2 separate regions of the Rattus norvegicus genome follow, and region 1 is linked to region 2. Evidence: chromatin contacts called from public Hi-C data. All regions are on one chromosome and are shown on one strand. Each heading gives the region's core, a stretch centred on a gene start, on an enhancer-like site or on the middle of the called end of the contact. The rest is flanking DNA. Distances are from core to core; before and after follow the strand shown. Region 1 has its middle 21 kb from the start of Sh2d1b. Region 2 holds the start of Uhmk1 (U2AF homology motif kinase 1).

The links. Hi-C and Micro-C count contacts between places; a contact is called where the count stands out from the background.
Region 1: a contact with region 2 is called in a Hi-C map of mammary epithelial cells, with 18 times the contacts expected there. The contact joins the enhancer-like site here to the promoter of Uhmk1 in region 2. A contact is called at or near these places in 3 of 12 Hi-C or Micro-C datasets (hepatocytes, mammary epithelial cells and psoas muscle).

Annotation. Positions count from the first base shown.
Region 1 is chr13:84,995,002-84,999,372 of GRCr8, reverse strand. No RefSeq gene overlaps it. Among named protein-coding and RNA genes, the nearest start is that of Sh2d1b, 21 kb to the left of the region's middle. Within about 2 kb of position 2,287, at least 90 of the 93 cell types and tissues checked have an H3K27ac peak or open chromatin away from gene starts, as enhancers often do. A contact at or near this core is called in hepatocytes, where this site is marked.
Region 2 is chr13:84,947,057-84,951,185 of GRCr8, reverse strand. It overlaps Uhmk1 (U2AF homology motif kinase 1), which reads left to right and starts at 2,125. Exons shown (of 8, transcript NM_017293.2): 1 at 2,125-2,553. The coding sequence starts at 2,286. It overlaps LOC130014439 (a long non-coding RNA gene), which reads right to left and starts at 2,042. Exons shown (of 4, transcript NR_185294.1): 1 at 1,916-2,042.

The sequences.
Region 1 (4,371 bases), core at 1,038-3,537, 48 kb before region 2:
GTTGTTCGGTGATCCTTGAATTATTGACTTCTATTTATATTCAGTCACCAAGATATTATCCATGTGAGTCTGAGTGGTCTATTTGTATAAAGACTTATGTTAACACAGGTTAACAAATAGGCTTAAAAGAGGCCTGTGGATATAAGATTCAAAATGAAATGGTAGATTTTCAGGGGCTGAATTAAGGAGGGACTAGAGGCTTGTGTAATGGGAAGAGAGTCTAGTATCTGAAAGACGGATAAAGCCAGTCCTGTGGTTATTTGTAGATAATGTTTGCCTAATGTGGGTGTACTTCACATTACTTACTGACAAACTGAAGGATGATTAATGTGTTAAATGCTATGCTATGTATATTTACTTGCATTCAAAAAATCCTGTCATATTGTTAAAACATTAAGAGGTTTTAATCAAATAGTTATTACACACACACAGCAAGACATCTGGAGGATGGCTTCAAGAATCGTAATGGATTTCTACAAAGCTGTCAAGGACCCAGAAGCCTTCTGCATTTCTGCTGGGTCATGAGTGAGGTAGACTTGCCTTTGTCCCTAAACAGGCATTCTTCGCTTCTTCTATTAGTAATTGAATTTTACCCGGATTTCCCAGCTTGTTTGGGGCTAGCTGGGGTCAAATGGCTAGATAAGCACTAGCTAATGGAATAAGACTAGAAAACTGAGTACCATGCTGGGTCTAACACTCATCGGAATCAGGTGTGTGATTCTCTGACTTTATTCCCCATCTCAACACAGTGAAATGCTGAAAGGCAAGATAAACACATAGGAGACAAGGATAGAAGCCCATTGAGAATGGCAGAACCCTACATTATTGACTAGAGACAGGAACACTTCCATAGCTAAGAGACTGTACTTTGGGGTTTTTGTCACAATAGGTCCAAATCCATCCAAATCATATGTTACTATCTGGCTTTTGTTCTCCCAGTTGCTTCATGGACACAAGCTGACTAACTGTCTTTAGTTGTATGTGTGTGTATATATATATATATATATATATATATATATATATATATATATATATATATATTTAAGAAGGAGAAATGACGTGGCATAGAAGGAAACACAACACTCAAATGAGTGAAGCAAAACTTTCCAACAAATCCTTGTCAGTTAGGCAGGAAGGTCTCATTGACTAGACCTGTGGGCGTGGTCACAACCAGCCCTGAGAGAAAACAGGTGCTTTTTCTGCACACATCACTATTCCAAAGAAATTTAGGATTAAATTAGAAAGGGTGATAGTGATGGTAGGTATCAGGTAGATATGAAAACCTGTAGCTTTGGCCTTGTCATAGCAGGTAATAAAAAAAGAAAATAAGATAGTAGCTGCCGAGAGCTTCGGCAGTTAAGAGCATATACTGATTTTCCTTAGTGCAGTACGTCCCATTACTCAAACCAAGCAGCTTACAATGACCTGTAACTTCAGCACAGATGATATGACACCTTCTTCTGAGTTTTACCACACATGTGGCATAAACACAATGTTGTGCCCAGAGTGCAAAAACCCCAAAGAGACCACCAGGAACCACAACTCCAATGCAACCATATTAGATTCTTTATTCAAGCTCAAGCTTGGGTCACAAACCTTCCTGATGCAACAGGATAGAAGAGTGACCCCCCCCCCCCCCAGGTCTAGGTAAAGGGGATTTATAAAGGAAAAGGATACAAGCGGGGGTTTCCCAGACTTGGTAAACCACAAGGAGGGAGCATACATCAAAAAAGGAGCATCTTGACCTCGGAAAGGCTTATGTTTTCTTAGCCCACTTTGTTGTTATCAGCTAGCTGCAGTCGCTGTGTCTATTTTGCTATTGCCAGGGACATTTTGTGATTTTTTTTTTCTCAGACCTCGAGTCTCCTTAAGGGCAAATTAACTTATAATATAGTCTTAAAAAGCAAAATGGAGTTTATTCTGCTACCTCAGTCCCTTCAACAGAAACATACAAATACAAATATAATAAATCTTTAAAAATAAGATAAATAAAACAAAAAAATAATCACCTTATGTGTTGCTGGATCCAGGGCCTTTCTTGCCTATGCAAGGCAAGCAATGTACTGTTGTGCTACACGCCCATCTCTAATAAGTTTATTATCTCACAGTCCTTTTTGTTTTTGTTTTTGTTTTTGTTTTCTTTTGTTTAAACAAATTTTCCCCTTCGAGGCCGCCCCCCCCCTCCCCCCGCCATCCCGCTCCCTTAGGCCCGCCTCCTTCAGGCTGTAGGATTGGCTTTCCCCCACTTCCGGCTGCTGGGGTCTGAGTGCACCCTCACTTCCGGTGTCATGGCGACTTGAGGTCCCAGGAGTAGGTGGGTGCGCTGCAGGCCACGCCCTGCGGAGCGACGGGTCAGGGCGGGGACGTTAAAGTCAGTGCCTGGAGCCTACCTGGCGTGGCGTGTCGGCTCGCTTGTCCTCTCCCCAGCCTGCACCATGGCGGGGTCCGGCTGGACTTGGGGCGCCGAGCCGCCGCGTTTTCTGGAGGCCTTCGGGCGGCTGTGGCAGGTACAGAGCCGCTTGGGTAGCGGCTCGGCCTCGGTGTTCCGTGTACGCTGCTTCGGCACCCCGTGCTCGCCCCCTGGCGCCCTTAAGTAGTTCCTGCCTCCTCCAGGAACCACCGGGGCTGTGGCCTGGGTCGCGGAACATGGTTTCCGCAAAGAGAGGGCAGTGCTGGAGCAGTTGCAGGCTCACAGGAACATCGGTAATAGTGGCTGTCCCAAGCCTGTGCGTCCTCTGCCTGGCCCCGGGTCTTTGGTTCTTTAGGTGGGAGGAGAGGATCGGGCCTAGCTACTTATCACGCGATGCAGATCGCTTTTCAATTTGCCTTTACTTTGCAGCTCTGAGGTGTAAGGCAGAGGTGATTATCACATATTAAATGCTTAGTAAAGCCTGTTTGCTTCAAGAGGCAGGAGCACTTCTGTTACAAACTCAAGGAACCTGCTTCATACATTTCACTAGTTATCGACCCTGGAGTTTAAGCTTTCAACTGGGCAAATAATCAACTCTGGCAAATACCTGCCTAGGAAATGGGTCAGGGTTTGCAGCTACCATGGTTACAAAACGGCATTTCTAAATGCTGCCCTCTGTCTGGAGTAGCTAACGTATATGCTAAGATTCTTCCACGGAAAGTTTCTGGGGAAAAAAAATAAAAAGAGGTGACACTTCTTAACTAGGCATTCCAGACGAAGAGAGAAAATGATAGAGAAGAAAATCTTAATTAAATTGTAGTAGCTGGAATGATCATGCAGTCCTATAATCCCTGTGTGAGGAAATCTGGAATTTGAGGCCAGCTCACTCTTCTTAGGAAGTTCCACTACAGCCTCAGTCAGCTACATAGTGATTGAGGTTCCAAATGTGTGGATCCTGAGACTCAAATGATGCATGGAGTTACAGAGAGAGGCAGTGGAGGGAGGAATGATAATAATCAGCTTATAATTGGTCAGAATCCATAGAAATGTAATATTATAGAGAAAAACCTTTTACAGTTGAGGAAAAATAATCAGCTATAAAGGAGAATACATACAGTTAATATGTTTTCTCAGTAAGATGTGTATGCACAAAGTTAAAGGGACTGAAGATAGTGACTTAGCATTTTTACATTGTGAGCGTTGAATCTACTATTTGCTATTTAGTCAACTATCATGTATACAAACTATAAAGTCTAAAAGACATTAGAAAGCATTTAGGACTAAAGAAAGTTTACCACTCAAAAGTTCAGCTTTAACGATGGCACTAAAAATTTGCCACAATACAAAAATTCCCTTGCAGTAAACATGTTAGTAAGAATACTAATAAGTCAAGAGGGTACTCTGTACTTTGAGATGCTTAAGAAGAAAGGATGGGTAATTGGCTCGGAGGTTTATTGTCATTTAACTGAAAAAGGACACAGAAAGAGTGGACTGAATTTTAGATAATGTCAGAAAACCACATGGGATTAGTGATGGTCACACAGAAAATGAGGATTTGCTAAATTGTTGCAATTGATATACTTACAGTACTGTAGAAAAAAAACAGAAACATGGGCCATAATGACTATTGGGTAACCCAAAACACTTCAATAGAGCTTTCATATTTAAAGCACTAAACTCAGTCTTCTCAATCCATAGCAGAAAAGGAGGGAAAAGGAAAACAAAAGGACAGTGAGGAGTGCCGTGGTCTGAGGCCAGCCTGAGCAAGACCATGACTCGAAATGAATATAAATGAACTAGCTTTGAAATGCCCAAGATAGAATTGATCAATATAAAAAAAAGATAGAAATTACACAGTAATGAAGGAGGTATGTTTGTAGTTGCAAAAGGAGCATTAAATAATAAAAAGGATACCATGTCAATGAAAATGAGATGGCAACCACTAGTGAAAAACAGTGGAA
Region 2 (4,129 bases), core at 876-3,375:
TTAGCTTCTGTGATCTAACATTCCATACTGTTTGCCTAAATAAAATTACACACTGCTTGCTTAAATAAAAGACTCCATAGCAAAGCTAGTAGAAGGAGATGGGGCCCTAGTGATTCACAGTTGCCAACTTCCATTCTGGCTACTTCCTTCTGAAATTGGAACACGGTGGAGGCCAAGGTCAAGGCCCACTCCCTCTTCATCTCACATCATTTGGTCACGTAGTGATTCTTGGGTTATGGGTTGCCATTTGTATTCAGTCATCAAGAGGTTATCTGTGTGAATCTGAGTGGTTGGTATGTGGATGGTGATTTGTATGACCACTTGTGTTGACACAGGATAACAAGTAGACTTAAAAAGGCCTATGACTATAAGAACCAAAATGAAATGGTAGATTGTCAGGGGCTGAAGGAAAAAGGGGTTGGTGGCTTGTTTAATGGGCAGAGGGATTCATTTCTGCAAGGTGGATGGGACATGTTCTACAGAGGTTTGTTGATAATGTTTGCACAAGGTCAATGCACTTTACAGTACTCACCTACAGACTTAAACATGAATAATGTGGTGAATGCTACACTGTGCATATTTATCTGCATAAAAACTCTGTTCTGTTTTTAAAACATTAAGATGTTTAAATCAAATAGGTTCCTTGCCTCCCTGCACCCACAGCAAGACATCTGGAGGACAGTTCCAGGAAGCACAGTGGATTTCTACCAAGCGGTCAAGGACCCAGAAGCCGTCTGCATTTCTGCTGGGTCATGAGTGAGGTAGACTTGTTTTTGTCCCTAAACAACTGTTCCCTCATCTTCCATAAGTAATCAAATTTTACATGGATTTTCCAGCTTGTCTGGGGCTAACTAGGGTCAAATGGCTAGCTAAGCACTAGCTAATGTGGTAAGACTAGGAAACTGAGTATGATTATGGGTCTAATCTTCAGCAGAATCAGAGTTGTGCTTCTTTGGTTTCTTTCCCCATTCTGAAAACTATGAAATGCTGAAAGGCAAAACAAACACATAGATCACAACGATAAAAGCCCCATCGAAATTGGCAGAACCCTGTGTTATTGATTGGAGAAAGGAATGTTTCTATATCCAAGACAATGTACTTTGGATTTTTTGATCCAACAGGTCTATATTCCAATATTTGTATCTGGGTTTTATTCTGTCAGTTGCTTCGTGGACATAAGGTGACTAATCTGTCTTTATTTAATTTTTTTGTTTTTGTTTTGTAAGATTTACTTATTTCTATGTACACTGATATTTTGCCTGCATGTTTGTGTAAGAATGTCAGATCCTCTGGAACTTGAGTTATAGACACTTGTGAGCTACCATGTGGATGCTGGGAATTGAACCCCGACCTGAAGAGCAGCCAGTGCTCTTAACTGCTGAGCCATCTCTCCAGCCCCCGACTAATCTGTCTTTAGCTTTATACTTATTTTTTTTTTAAGCAAGAGATAGAAAGTAACAGAAAAGAAAACACGGCATCTATGTGAGTCAAGCAAGATTTTCCAACACATCCTTGTCAGTTATGCAGGAAGGTCTCATCGACTAGACCTGTAGGAGTGGTTGCAACCACCTCAAAGAGAGATCAGGTATTTCTTCTGTGTTTATCACTGTCCCAAAGAAGGTCAGGGTTATATTAGAAAGGGAGGAGTAATGATGGATATCAGGAAGACGTGAAAGCTTTGGGCTTGTAACAATAGGTAATAAAAAATAAGATAGCTGCTGAAGAGACAGTTCAGTGGCTAAGTGTCTTCCCCTTGAGAGGACTTTGGTTCCCATCATCTAAACCCGGCAGCTCACAATCTCCTCTAACTTCAGCACCAGAGGCTATTATCCTTCTTCTGACTTAAACATATGAATACAAATATAATAAATCTTTTAAAAATAAGATAAATAAAACAACAACAAACAATAATCACCGTATGTGTTGCTGGATCCAGGGCCTTCCTTGCGCATGTAAGACAAGCACTTACTGTGCTACACTCCCATATCTAATAATTAAGTTTAATATTTCTTAGTCCTTAGCTAAACAAAAATTTCCCCCTGGAGGTCCCGCCCCAATTTGCTCCTCCCCCTTCAGCCTGTGGGATTGGCTTTCTCCCACTTCCGGCCGCTGGTCTGAGCACTCCCGCTTCCGGTGTCATGGCAGCCTGAGGTCCCGGGAGTCGGTGCGGGCGCTGCAGGCCCCTCCCTGCGGAGCCGCGGGTCCGGGCGGGGATGTGACGGCGGGCGCCGCGGGCCTGCCTGGCGCATCGTGTCGGCTCGCGTGTCCTCGCCCCAGCCCGCACCATGGCCGGGTCCGGCTGCGCGTGGGGCGCCGAGCCGCCGCGCTTCCTGGAGGCCTTCGGGCGGCTGTGGCAGGTACAGAGCCGCCTAGGCAGCGGCTCCTCGGCCTCGGTGTACCGGGTGCGCTGCTGCGGCACTCCAGGCTCGCCCCCCGGCGCCCTCAAGCAGTTCCTGCCTCCGGGAACCACCGGGGCTGCCGCCTCGGCTGCGGAGTATGGTTTCCGAAAAGAGAGGGCAGCGCTGGAGCAGTTGCAGGGTCACAGGAACATCGGTAATAGTGGCTGCCCCTCATCTCCTCCCCAAGACCCTGTCCAAGCATAAGCGTTCTCTTCCTGGCCCCGGGTCTTTGGTCCTTTAGGTGGGAGGAGAGGATCGGGCCTCGCTAGTTATCAGGCTATGCAGATCGCTTTTCAACCTGCTTTTACTCCGCAGTTGTCTGAGGTATACGGTGGAGGTGATTGTTACGTAGCAAATGCTTAGTCAAGTACGGTTTGCTTATGTTTCGTCCGGGAGTTAGAAATGTCTCTGCAGTGAAAGGCATGAGTCTGCTAGGTTGTTATGTCTTGAGTGGAAAATTCTGCATCTTTTCCAAATGGAAAATATTCCTAGGGCGATGGCATCATTGTCATCTAATGACATACTACTAACAACTCACAAGATACATATTTCGTGTGAATTTGGGAGAGGGAACCCGGTATTACGTGGAAGTTCTGGAAGTGTGATATTTAGGAGCAGTACATTTGCTTCAGTAAGACTTTCATGACTCAGAGATTTAGAATGTGAGCATGTTTGGGCCACTGATAGATGAAACTAGTCTTCGTTGTTATTCCCCTTACAAACGGAGAACTTGTAAGCGGTTATAACTTTGGTTAGTAAAGAAACGCCATAGATCTTGGCAAATAGAACCCATGTGTAGCTTGAAGAAAGTCTTTTTTTTTTTTTCTTTCAATAATACTGATAGGCAGAAGAATGTCCTAACGCTAGTGTTGTTTTTCTTTTTTCTTTTTTTCCTTAATCTTACTAAGTGGTATATCACTGTAACTTTGGTGTTTGACGGGCATTTTTTGCAAGCCTCAGTACTTGATTATATTAGATTTTTTTTTTTTTTTTTTTTTTTTTTGGAGCTGGGGACCGAACCCAGGGTCTTGCGCTTGCTAGGCAAGTGCTCTACCACTGAGCTAAATCCCCAACCCCTTATATTAGAATTTTATCTGTAATCTATGTGTGTGCATATTTATTTATTTAATATTTAAAGATTTATTTATTTAATGTATGTGAGTACACTGTAGCTGTCTTCAGACACACCAGAAGAGGGCATCAGACCCCATTAGAGATGGTTGTGAGCCACCATGTGCTTACTGGAGATTGAACTCAGGCCCTCTGGAAGAGCAGAGCTATCTCTCCAGCCCCTTCAATTCGCTTTTTAAGGGTTACTTAATATTATACATTTTAAAAATAATTTTATTTTGATGCCTTAAGGGCATATTCACCCACCACTGAGTGTTGAGTTCTTGGTGAAACACCTTGCGCCATATATTGGCCATGCCTTATTTTATTTAAATAACCCACCTGTCCAAAGATAGTGCTCACTGGAAAAATAGTGAGGTTTCTTGCTTATCATTGTGATTCTGCTCTGTGGGGTGGGGTTGTGTGAATGTGTCTCAGTGATTCAAGAGCCTTTGCTGGTCTTGCAGAAGACCTGAGTTGAGTCCCCAGTATTTCTGGTGATTTGGGCCAAATGACACTGGGGAAATGCTTGAGGAAGTTTTCATTAGACTTTAAAAGAAAAACCTCAGCAGCTGCTCTGGGGAGGAAAAAGAAAATAAAGAAAACGCTGTGCTGCTAGT